Regions from separate parts of the Bombyx mori genome. Here region 2 is linked to region 1. A link is a contact called in public Hi-C data. All regions are on one chromosome and are shown on one strand. The core of a region is the stretch at or near the end of the contact, and the rest is flanking DNA. Distances in the headings are between cores, read along the strand shown. Region 1 overlaps LOC101740873 (proton-coupled zinc antiporter SLC30A1). Region 2 holds the start of LOC101740643 (mitochondrial inner membrane protease subunit 1).

Region 1 (6,687 bases), core at 2,382-4,881:
TTGCAAACCGCAGTTTTAAATGCAGCTTCAATTAAGACTAGGAATAAAAATTCAGAAATCGTTTCGGAGAAATTAGTATGTTGTTCACTAAGGCGTATTTTTTTCAGGAGACATTAACACCGCCTGCGGCAGTCACGCCGTATATGTGTAGACAGAGGAACATGGCGTCTCGATCGGAGTCCGTCTCCTCAAATATCGCCGGCAACGCACCCAAGCCTGGGTGGAACCTGGAAGCCCTCGAATGCGGGTTCGTCGAATGACAAAAATAACTGCATGTACTGTCGTCGATGTTTTTCGTCACGTGAATCAATTTATAAATCGAACTGTTTTTTTTTTTTTTGTAAACCTCATTCATTTCGTACTTTGTGATAGTAGAGTTTAGAGTTCACATTCAGCTGCTCTGTGTTCTGTTGCATTTTTTTTAAATTCTGTTATTTGTTTTATGGTAGTTTTTTTTTAATTGTGACTTGAAGACATGGTTTCATGGAATTCGATTTTAGCCAACTGTGTGAAATATATTTTCATTTATTTATAAATTAAGTTTGTAACTGTAATTAACATAAAATTTTTGTTTTCCAGTAAAATTTTAGGAACTTTTTTTTTGAATTCGATTAACGCCATCTATGATTTTCATTCGGTAGCTATTCAAAGTGCATGCGTATTTCATGACAACATACCCGCATTGTGACATTAAAATTAATAAGCACCCTATAGATGGCTTGTTAGTAAATTCTTAATAATAGCCTTGTTTTTAGTTCCTTGCTACCGTCGCCACTGGACGGTAGGCTGACCGTCTGACACACGGGAGGACCGGCCTTCGTGAATGATTACCATCACAATTTGTTCACGACGATAGAACTGTGAACTTTCTAGTTTTTAAATATTCCAATGAACTACCTCTGTGACGAAAAAATCGTTTTATTTAGATCTTGTTCGGGACACTAAAACTATGACGGAAGCGTATGTCTGTTTGGTGATTTGTAACATAAAATTAATAAACTACTTTACCTCGAGTGTTGCCAGTTTAATGTATGCTCAATATGATTAAAACCTTTAGAAAGCTTCCTACTTGTGTTCAAATCATATCCATCGACAACTACCATTTTGAAAATAATATAAAACGTACATTATAAGATAATTAAGTACTTATAATTAAAATAAATGGATTAAAAGGTACTTTAGGTAATATGAAATAAATTTAATGTACAGCTGCATATATTTCTGTTTCGATTTTCTTTTAAATAATAACAGTTCTTATCCAGTGAAATTTAATAAGTTGAGCCTATGTTATTTTATTACGGTACACATGATTACTGAATACAAACTCGCATAAATAGATAGTGTAAGTATAAATGCACCAAATGCAAGATAACGTTAGTGAAATGCAAACTAGCGTGAGCAGTGTTGCTATGAGGGTTTAAATAAAATATCAAAGTGATATTATCTCACTAATATGACGCAATGCACGCCTATGACGTGTAATGATTATTAAACATTCTCGGAAATAGAAATTCGCCATCGGCTTTGAATCGGACTGGTTTACGTAAAGATCGTGAAACTAAAACAGTTACAGATATTTGATGTAAAGATATTCTGATTAAATTTTTTTACTATAGCAATCCACTTCCTTTGTTTTTCTACATTTCTAGAAACAACTAGAGTGTTAGAAGTGAATCAAGTCTTTGTGTCCGGATTTGACGATTACAAATCATACGATCTGTTTGTATTACCCTTAATAAGTTGTTGGGTAAGTTGCTGACATGTGAAATAATCTATAATTGGTGTTTATAATCGAATCGATTGTGTGCGTCAGTGAGAAAATATACTATAGAATAATTAGATCTAAGATTATTTAGATCGCGTGTTGCTAGTTAAATCAATTAGGATAATTAATCTCATCTTAATTAGAATACTGAAATTTCATTAAAATCGATTTAATCTAACCAAAGACATAGATAAATATATTGTGTGTGTTTCAACTGTTTCCAAAGACAGGCACTGTTGAATCCTGACACCAAATCTCAGTTGAAATGTTTATTAACGATTTTTGCACCTAACAGCCGACAGCTATATCTACATATATGTAACCCGTGAAATTCCCATAACTACTCCCGAACATAATTTAGGACACAAGTGTTTGTCTCTTTACCAAACAGAAAAAAAACTTCAGAGGTGTCAAGGGACACCCGGATGGAACGAAGTTCCTTTCGATTAATTAGTGAAGGAATTGTAATTTTTTTTAAGTTATAATAATAAATTACGGCATTATGAAGAAGAAAAAAACAATACTATGAACTAAATTACTATTGTTGAAACGCTATCTCGAGAAACTGTACTCATTACGCGGACCAATCGGATACGAGCAATGTCACGCGATAAGCGCCTACACGTTGATTGGTCAGAATGACGGATCTAAAAAGTGTCGTGACAACTTTTCGTAAGAATTTTTTCCGTCTAGCCCCCTTTCACAACGCGCGATAAGGAACTTCGTTCCAAAAAAACAACAGACATTATATATGATATAGAGAAGTTACACACTAGAAAATGTATGTACCGTACACAAATTCTGATGTTTCAGTATTCGAATACCACTGTTGAGATTTATAATGAGAACTAAATAATTAAATATTTAGAAATAAAAGTTGTTATTAAGAAATTAATATATAAATATACGTATTATGAATGTAGGTATGTAAGTCGAAAAACCAAAACCGAATCGTTGATATATTGTAAGATTACGAATTGTTTTAAACTTTCACGGTTTGTTGTTTGTATTAAACTTATCTACTTTATAAATATGTACATTAACGGACTATTACTGGAATGTTTGAGTTTGAGTTTGAGTTAGAGTTCCCGATAATTCACCTATGTAGCATAACCCTGATCACGGGTAGAATTTGAAGAACAGATAAATCTGTCTACCCTCTTTTTTGATCGTTTTTGGGTGTTACCACTGAAGGTCACTGTATGCACTGTGCGCATGTCTACCATATTGTTTAAGGCTCAAATATCGGGTATCTACTATAACTACATTTTTTGTGAGACCCCGTTAATAATAGTATTTGGGATATTGTTTGAAAACATTTTCGTTAGAAAATCATTCATTCATCGTTCATCGTTCATTTTTCTCTAGAGCACGGCTTATCAACTTATTCATAGACTTGAATATCATGTGTAATCTTTTTTTTTTTTTGTTGTAAATATCTTGAACGTGCAGCCACGCTTCTAGATAGCATAGAAGTGTATCGATTATTACTAAGAAAACGTTGCTTGTGCAGTTACGATGGTGTGTGTGTGTGTGTGTGTGGAATTTTAATTTTAATGTTTGTTCTGATTTGGGATCAAATTGGCCAGATGCCTTCATCTTTTTGCGAATAATAAAATCACTTTCAGAGCGGAGGTTTTGTCTAAGTTCCATTGTGTACACACAGAACCCGAGATCTGTGTGCTTAGGGCGAATTTTTTAACTTCTCGATCGCGTTAAAGTTAACTCAAATTTGTATGGAGTTGGAATAGCCCCTCTATATTGCCGCTAGGATCGAGATCGAGAAGTTAATCAACTCGCGCTAAGCACACTGGTTATGTGTGAGCGACACTCAATTTTCAATTGGAGCAGCCTTGCCCTAGAGAATAATGCCGCATCGTCACGTATCGTAACGATGTAAGTGTGTCAGCATCGGCGCCGTAATGTCTAACTGTAAAACATCGATCGTGATTCATAGAAAATCGATATTAACAAAATGTTGGTAAACTTCAAGTCTCAAATATTTCAAGTGTCACAACTTAGGTGACAGAATACGGTGAGAGTTTTGGTCACCTGGTGCCATTTCTATTCAAATTATAATTCTATATCTTCGTTAGTTTTAGTAAAGATATGGCAAAGTTAGACAAGACGGCCGCTGTGTTTTTTTTTAAATTAAACTAAAAAATGCTTAGACTAAGGATTATTAAACACAACACCTGCATTCTCGATAAAATAATGTTAGTGGAACTGAAGATTTTTTATATAAATAAATATGTACGCATCGCCGATGTTGAATAAAATAGACGCGAATGTTATGAATATTTCCCTTTAAGCATATATTCAAATAGGCATCATTATTAAAGGTCACTGACCCGTTATAATTTCTACGTGGATGACGCAACGACGTATTATCGTGATAATATAATTTGATAACAAGTATGTTAAGTGTATGCTGATACTGAGCACCCACTCAAGGAAAGTTTATACATACTTCAATTACAATATTGAATGCGTGTCCCTTTTTTGGTTTCTGTTATTTATGTCGAATTCAAACTTTTAGAAGAAAATCTAAAGACATTGCAGTATAGTAGAATACAAATAATCACGAATAAAGTTTCAATAAAATACCAAGGTACCCTTTTTTTCCTTACCTAAGCTGATAGCTTTGAGAGGCTATGTCAGCGTAACCTTAACGTGTAGGTGAGCTCTCGGGGCTCAAACCTGGAGGCGTTGCTAATACTAGCCCTAAGAAGAGCAGTGCTTCGCAGAATCTACCACCGGATCGGAATCGCGACCCACTGAGAAGATCCGGCGAGAAACTCAGTGGGCAGCAAAATACCTTAGTAGTAGTAAAACGGTGTGGCGTTTAAGAACGCAATTTTTTATGATGCGTAAGCCGGAACGCACGAGAGGTGGAAAAAAGAAGATAGTCTGTGACACGAGATTTTTTACCGCCAAAAATATAACGAAAAAAAAATCTTTTTTTTTGCTTAGATGTGTAAAACTTAAAACCGTGTAAGCCGCTGCAACAATAAAACTTCTATTTTTCGGTTGTGGTGTTAATAACGAGTGATCCAAAAACACGATTTTCACGCGAAATAAAGAAGGGGCTCGATTCGGACTCCCTCATCCTCTTTCTATGAATATAAATGAAAGTCGTAATTAGAACTGTTTTTACGGTTATAATCTCGCGTTTATTTCATTTCCTTTCATTATTTCCAATGCTTGAAATGATTTACAGTTTCCGTTGCCTGAACAATTAATCGTTTTTTTACTTAATTTTTTCGCCAAAGTTTTGTACATGCTTACTTGTATAGGCTTTTTCAATTAAAACAGATTCTAGAATGGTGGAGATTGTAGATGCAGCTCCATGCCTTACATAAATAAGTTCATTATGTCAATGAACAGTCTAGTCGTTGATATTTGAATATATGCTTAAATACATACATTGCAGTATATTATTATTTATTTATGTTAAAAAAAATAGTGCAATGCTACTGTTGATTGTAGGATGACTCTCATCCGAATATGTATGTGACATTCGAAGTATCCCCAAAAAAATGTACGTTGCAAATGTACCTACTTTCCAATGGTTACGAAAAAAATAAATTATTTAAAGTACACATTACAAAAATAAAACCGTGTTTTATTTCACACCTTTATTCGATTCTGCTCCTTATTAACACGTGCTGGTGAATAGTGAATACCTACATAAATAGACAGAAACTAAAAAAAACTATTAATAGTAGTATGTATCAACATCTCAGTTAGTTTTTCTTCTAATTTGTTTTATAATTTTTGTACTCAGACTGAGTGATCACCGTCATCCATGTATGTCAGCAAAGCCAGAGTCATCATTTCTGCATCATCAATATAGTCGGTTACTCTTTGCAGAGTATCATGAGGTGGTGGTCATGTGGAATCCTTATTTATCATCGCCTAACATAGCTGTTAGCTGTTCTCCATAATTATCAATATGTCATCATTTACGCATATCAAAATCAAAGTTTAACTTATAATTTCAGAGACGACAACAATCTATGTTCGTCTTCGAGTTCAATCTTGTCTATGGTTTAAAAAAAAGGATTTATTAACGATACAAGAAAGCCGATGGAGTCCTCACGGGAACAAGCCTGGTGCCCCCTCGGGCATCTTCATAGACGTAATATTCCCTGCCGTTGATCATCTTCCAACGTTTTTCGGAGTCTTTGAACTTCGGTTTAACAAACAAGGATTCATATGGCGGCGGTCCACTGTCGTCGTAACGTGGGGAGCGCTTACTCCGTTTGAACTTCTTCAATTTCACTTTATCGATAGGTTTTATCTTAATATTGATGTATCGTTTGACTAATATCTGAAATAATGTCTTGGTCACAATAGGAATTTTTTGACTCCTACTTTTCATGATAAATTTGCACTAAGCGAACAAGAGTACATTACTAGTATTTATTTTTTACCGGTGGTAGTGCGCCTTGTGAGCACGCACGGGTAGATACCACCACCCTGCCTATTTCTGCCGTGACGCAGTAATGCGTTTCGGTTTAAAGGGTGGGGCAGCCGTTGTTACTATACTGTGACCTTAGAACTCATGTCTCAAGGTGGGTGGTGGCATTTCCGGTGTAGATGTCTATGGGCTCCGATTACCACCTAGCACCAGAGGGGCCGTTAGCTCGTCCACCCAACTAAGCAATTAAAAAAAGGCCTAATACTTACTTCCTTACTACTACTTAAATACTTACTTCACACTAAGAGTCAGTGATCTAATAGAAAAGACATGAGTTGTACCTTCTCGTACATCATACTAAGTAAATTGCTTAATAATATTATGTAGTATGTCCAACCACTTATAACTATTACCTTTAATTCATAGCTGTTTATAACTAGAACTTTAATTATCAATTATTTATGAGCCATAAGCTATTTAAACGACATGATACAATGTA
Region 2 (6,687 bases), core at 2,481-4,980, 35 kb before region 1:
AGTTCATAATTGTAACAGAGATATTTTATAAATCACGCTTAAGATTTTTTTATTGACTGTGGCAGACCAGCGGACAACCCACCTGATGATGAGTGGTTATCATCGTTCATGGAGTCAGTAATTCCAGGGGCAGAGGCAAGCCGCTGTCTACTGTTACCTATTACACATTATTCTTAGTTTTATTTGAGAAGCATTTTACATGTATATGTGACCAAGCTCGGGAATTATCTGATGTTACGTGGCTACAAGAATCCAGGAAAATCACAACTGTAATGTCACCCACCTTGAGACATGAGGTCAAGTCTCAATTGGTGGTATGGTAGTGTAGTATAACGGAACCCATTTCTGATTCAGAGATATGGGGCGGTGGTACCGACCAGTACAGGCTTACAAGATGCCCTACCACCGATTTTAATAGCAAGAGTTTAGCAAGAGTTAGTGTTTACACAACCAAAACGTCTAAACATTAACATTATGTCCAGTGTGAACTCAGCTAATGTTAAATAAATTTTAATACACAGGAAGCCACATACAGTACCTGTGAAGATATATGTGAGCAGTAGAAAAGCTATAAACATTAATATGGAACCTGAATCAATAAAAACTGTAGAAATTAATTCTGTCTCATGAAACATGCACAGAAATTAAATCACTTTTTTTGTGATGAACTTTAGAGCTTCAGAATTATTTTATAACAATTACATATTTACCTAGTTTATTAAAAAATGTTTTGCTCAAATTGATTATTGACTTTCATTACCCCAGTGACTGGATTAGGTACTTGTCTTGGATGTCATGGTATCATATCAGCTCACATTCACAATATGTCCTACCAGTACTCAAGATAGGAATTGATAACAAGGCAATAAAGCTTGGTAGATATAGTAATCGGCAAACTTCTTGAGCAAATGACCTTGACTGCGCAGAACCGAATTTTAGATCACTTTGGTGGTGAGGGTGAGGCGCGACGGCAGGGGAAATCGTATCGAGCGCGTTATTGGTAGATCAGTCGAACCTTGCGTCCCGCACCGCGCCCTCATTCCGCTTGCTCCCAAAAGTACGCTTGCGTACAGTGGAAAGTCTATCGTTATTAATCGTTAAGTTATTTGTTATAATTGCTTGTGGACTTTGTTGCCATTGCTATTTGTTGAGTGTTTGTTGATTTTTTATAAAACATACACTATGCCGTGACAAACTGGTGTAGTACTTAAAAGAAAGGGTAGAAAATTGGTGTACGACGTATATTGCTTCATGATAAAACAGAGGAAGAATGATATGGAAAAATTAAAGCAGACTTCGGAAGCAACAAAAACATCAGTGACAGTACTGTTAGGTGCATTATTAACGAAGCTAAAGGCTCTGGCTTGCTCGCCGTGTTTCGGACTCCGGGTAAGAAAAGATCAGGGAAGAAGAAAGTTACCGGAATGGATAGTTTCGTTCAATCTGTAATAAAAAGATGTAATCATAATAACTACATAACAAGCAGCGAAACTCCGTACCGTAGAAAGGCTTCGAAAAATTAAAAGAAGATATAAATTTTAATGGCTCGGAATGAAGCTTACGACGAATTATGAAAGAGCTAGGCTTCAGATGGAAAAAAAGAACAGAAAATAATCGGAAGCTGGTAAATGAAAAAAGTAACATTCGATTATTACGAATCGAATATCTTCAAAAAATAATTAATTATAGACAAAAAAGAAGACCGAATCGACCGAGTTGTAAACTACGCCGATGAGCCCTATGTCGACTCATCACGATGATAGCGACTCGGATGATGAAAACAGTGATGATGATGACGGTCAAGATTATGATAACGAAAAAAAAATTACAAATACCAGCTTCGCTTCAACTGAACCAAGACCTGGCAACAGCTCTAGTTTTGACTTAATAGAAGGAATATCTATTTTACCCCAAGATTAAATTATTACAATTATTAACCTATATGTTTTGTTGATGTTCTAATAAATATATAAATAAATACATATGTTGATTTTAATAATTTAATAGCATTATGACGCAGAGTAAGTAATGTTTTTGCACGTGAGTGTACCATGCGCAAACTTACCCCCACTACGTCAACAAATGCTCAAGAAGTTTGCCGGTTATTATAAACAGTATTACAACTACAGATATAATTTAGGATGAAAATGATGATCTTTAGAACATAAATTTGCCTCACCAGCTTAGCCTACCCAATTATGCAGAGAGAGAGAGGAAAGTAATTAGTGTGAAATATAATTATGAACTGTTTTTAATCAAACAGACCATGCTAGACTTTTTAGAGTTGAATATTTGATCACTAATTCTATGCAACGCTTTGTTACTGTCACCAATTACTTGGTCAATCTAAATCTACAATCACATCTTAATCTGTATTGGTTATAAATTTGCAATATGTATTATGAGAAGAGATTAAGCATATTTTATTTACAAATGTTTAATCACTAAACAATCACCACGGATTTCAAGTCACAATTTTATCCATTAGACATAAAAAAATACTCTGTAGCAGTATTCGCTAATACACCATCAGTTAGCCACAATCAGTTTCATAATTTATTAATAAATTTAATTACTCTTCTTCTAATTCAGTTGTTATCCAGTAGGCGTTTACAAGGCCAATTTGATGGGATTCTAATCTTTTACCATAGTCATTAAGCAACAATAGTGAATAAATATAATAATATGAAAAAATAAATGATACATTTATTTATAGACAATCAGTATTAAATGAAATATAAATCAATGTCCATTGAAATTATTTATCCTCTTACTTGAAAGCTATAGCTCCGTTGTATTAATCATGCCTTATTCTATGAATTTATACATGACAAAATATGATCACATCACAGAAAAAATATTTAAACATGTTCTACTAAGCCGCCAGTGAAGTAATTTTGTCTAATGGCCACACTCGACACACTACTCGGCTTCTGATCAAACCTGCTGGTACAGGCCCATATATTCTTGAATCAGCAGAATTACTAGAATTATCACCTTCTAACCAAACATGCCCTCTTGGTACTACCTGACTGCGCTTTGGAAAATTACCTCTAACTTTATCACCTGGTAGTCCTTTTATTCTCTTACATATATTTTGTCTAGGATTTGATGGACTCTTAGCTATGATAATATCACCACGCCTCAGTTTCTGGAGTCTTGGTGATATGTGTTCTGTCAACAGAATGTTATTTGATTCTAGTGTTGGTTCCATTGATGGTCCAGAACACTGAAATGAGAGTAAATAAATAACTATACTCAATCTGCAAAATATAAGCTTTTTTAATGTCAAATTCCTTAGTAGGATCGAGCATACAGGGAGCGATCTGTAAATTTATTAACTTACCATGACAAAATCACCAATATATTCGAACGTACAATGTGTTATACAAGCATACTGTAAGGCGTAACCTATGAAACCACAAGTTTTGCCAAAAAAGTTCATGAATGTCATTTTTTCGAGAATTATTTTAGATTACATAAAGTCCTAAGTTTCTAAGAGTAAAATTCTTTCGTATCCATAACATAAAAACTGGTACACTTTTTCCGTCCTAAAACAATCCAATAGTTTGAACTCAACACTATTCATCACAATTATTAACTGATGGATTGAAACTTTAATTACCTAGTAATTATGATTTTTTATTGGTATTTTGGCAAACTGATACTTTCGGCAATTTCTGGCTGTGTCGTTGTGTTTTTGACGTTGATGCGTTTGACTTTTTGAAGATTTTTTTTTGGGATTTTATGACCTGGTAACTGAGACTTTTAAGTCATGTCTTATTTTAATTTATTTACTTATTTTTCTGAAAAATAATAATCTGGAGTGAAATGAAATGAAGATAAGATGATATAGAATGAAATATAATAAAATATAATCTCAGTAAAATGGTGATCATTTAATGAGATTTTTTCAGTGGCCTTTTTGGAAGATCCCGAGAAGCTACGTCCAGCGATTTTATTTCATTTTCCCACATTTGTGCACTTTCACAGATATTAAACAGTCAATATACCACCATTATTACACATTTAAACCCGAAGAAAAACTAAATAGACAAAATAAAACAAATCACACAACTTCACTCCTCGCGTTCCCGCCAAAAAGTCCTTTTTGAAGAATGGAATTCTTTATACACAGATTAATGTTTTAGAAGCTGGTTAGTGTAGACTCCGTTTAATACTTATCCAATATTATTTGCTCATAGTTTACGGTGATAAGGCGTATTGTGAGCTCGTACGCGTATATTTTTTTTTTAAATATAAAACATTTACTAACAATCACGCCACGTTAACTGGTCCCGTGATAAGTTCGTCAAGAACTTGTGTTACAGGTACCAGATAACGGAAATAAATGTAAGATTTTTATTATACATATACATATATTTAATAAACATCCATAACCCTGGAAAAGACATTTATATTTATCATACAAATATCTTCCCTTGGCGGGATTCGAACCCGCGACCCCCTTGTGTAGTGACCATGTCACTTACCACTACACCAGACGGTCGTTGTGTATGTATATTGTGTATGTATATACATATACTTTGCAGCAGAATACACAATAAATTATTGCTTCGTCATAGAAACAAGCATTTTCCATTGCTACTGAGATTTTAATCACATGGTTCACCACATTGACGGTTTGATAGTTTTAGTAAGATCTGATAACAACCAATTGACACCAGATGGGCTGTGAGATTGCACACTCATGTGTAATCTTCTCTATCGCGTAAAAGTTAACTTAATTTTTTTTCCTGCCTAAGCTGATGCCTTGAGAGGCTATGTCAGCGTAACCTAACAAGTAGGTGAGCTCACGGTGCTCAAACCTGACGACGTGCAACCCTAGCAAGAGCAGTGCTTCGCAGTATCTATCACCAAATCGGAAACGCGACCTACTGAAAAGATCCGGTGAGAAACTCAGTGGATAGTTCGATAAGAACGGTGACCGATGCTTGAGACACTTAACCGTCAGACATAGCCCACTGAGTTTCTCGCCGGATCTTTTCAGTGGGTCGCGTTTCCGATCCGGTAGTAGATTCTGCGAAGCACGGCTCTTGCTAGGGTTCGTGTTAGCAACGTCATCAGGTTTGAGCCCCGTGAGCTCACCTACTAGTTAAGGTGACGCTGATGTAGCATCTCAAGGCTATCAGCTTAGGTAGGAAACAAAAAAACAAAAAAACAAAAAAATACGTGCTTAGGGTGGCGGTGACCATTACCGTTCGGTCCGCAGGATCAAGTCTGTACCCTCTTATTGTGGCCGCCTCGAATCATATCCTCGACGCACGCGACAGGACAACGCAAAGCCGCTCTAAACATGCCTCATCGGTTCCTCTCTGGCCAATTTCAGTACTTTTACCCCATAAGAAACAACCCACTGAGACTTCGAGCGATTTGAATATGGTGGTAAACTCGGCGAAATTCAGCAAATAAAACATAACTGATGATTGAAGTAATAGATGTAATAGATTCCTACCATGCTTCTTAGCTTTTAGTAGTCTGTGGTGCCTATCTATTTTTAAAAAGAGCATACTCTTTGCAATGTGTTTGGCAGTTCGGCACTTTTGAAGTTTTGAACAGTTTTGGCAGTACAATACGTCAATGAGAATTTAATCACTACGTTCGTGTCTAGATATCACAGTAGAATCGACCAAATTTTAATAAATAATATAAACTTTAAAGTAAAAATATACCTTCATAGAATAAACAAGTGGGTACGAGTATCTATCGTAAATACGAAACACAACACTACTTTGGGTTTTCGAGAATAAAAAAAAAATATTTAACATAAAAATTGTCACATTTGCCTTCCTAAATTACACTTCAGATATTATTTGAACGTGCTAGTTAATTATTTGTTAGATGTTTACCTCGTCAACGCGGCGGTGGACGTATATGCTTGTGCCTGTGTGAAGTTAAATCGATATTGTATTGGAACATTAACCTATTGTCGACAAATGAATTTGCACATTTCGAATTCTTAAATGACGTTTCTACTGATGGGTATTGGTAGTTGTTAACATCTAAACCAAATTGAAGCTTCAGCATTTGTAAGTAATACTCATTTTTATTAATAAAATAATGAACAAATAGGTTGCACACAGCTTATGACTCACAGTTTCCAAGAATTAACTCTATGTCTAACTGATCATATGTTTTTTATAAATTTATAAAATATTAATCTTTGCCATTCATAGAGTTGCCACAAATTTGTCCGTAAATATAAATTTGATAATGAAACTAATTGGTTTAATTTTGGAAAATAAATACAAGTTAACAAATGAAATAGTTTTAATTAAATTCTAGTAACTAGTATCAACTTTGGACAAATGTCATCCATCAGGTAAAAATTAAAATTATACTTGATTACATTGTATTGCTTACAATACATTAAAATGGAAACATCCCTAATATATTTTATTTGAATTAATATAAAAAAAATTGTGATAGCATTTCTATAAATACTAAGTATGTACTTGTTTGGTAGATCTATGAAAAAAGTAAACTTAATGATTTTGAAGCAAATAAACACACATTGATAATGGCCCAGTAACTTACATCTCTGTGACTGTATTATCTGTAATATCTTCTGTAAATATCTTCTCAATAATATATTAAATACAAAAATTCTGTACAATTTTAAACACTGTTTCATGGATTTTATGGTATGCCATAAATACATTATTT

What was found. A called contact is a pair of places that touch in the nucleus more often than the background predicts.
Region 2: a contact with region 1 is called in a Hi-C map of midgut, with 1.6 times the contacts expected there. The contact joins the promoter of LOC101740643 here to the enhancer-like site in region 1. A contact is called at or near these places in 2 of 7 Hi-C or Micro-C datasets (midgut and whole pupa).

Annotation. Positions count from the first base shown.
Region 1 is chr13:13,177,920-13,184,606 of ASM3026992v2, reverse strand. It overlaps LOC101740873 (proton-coupled zinc antiporter SLC30A1), which reads left to right. Exons shown (of 10, transcript XM_004927720.5): 9 at 108-247; 10 at 756-5,383. The coding sequence ends at 798. LOC101741250 (glutamate receptor ionotropic, delta-2) reads right to left here. Exons shown (of 10, transcript XM_062671904.1): 10 at 5,389-6,098. The coding sequence ends at 5,835. Among protein-coding and RNA genes, the nearest start is that of LOC119628378, 23 kb to the right of the region's middle. Within about 2 kb of position 3,631, at least 1 of the 8 cell types and tissues checked has open chromatin away from gene starts, as enhancers often do.
Region 2 is chr13:13,213,087-13,219,773 of ASM3026992v2, reverse strand. LOC101740643 (mitochondrial inner membrane protease subunit 1) reads right to left here and starts at 3,730. Exons shown (of 3, transcript XM_038014928.2): 1 at 3,626-3,730; 2 at 3,347-3,551; 3 at 2,422-3,229. The coding sequence starts at 3,454. The coding sequence ends at 2,876. It overlaps LOC101740873 (proton-coupled zinc antiporter SLC30A1), which reads left to right and starts at 5,554. Exons shown (of 10, transcript XM_004927720.5): 1 at 5,554-6,050. LOC101741392 (lysosomal acid glucosylceramidase) reads left to right here. Exons shown (of 12, transcript XM_062671905.1): 12 at 522-743. The coding sequence ends at 630.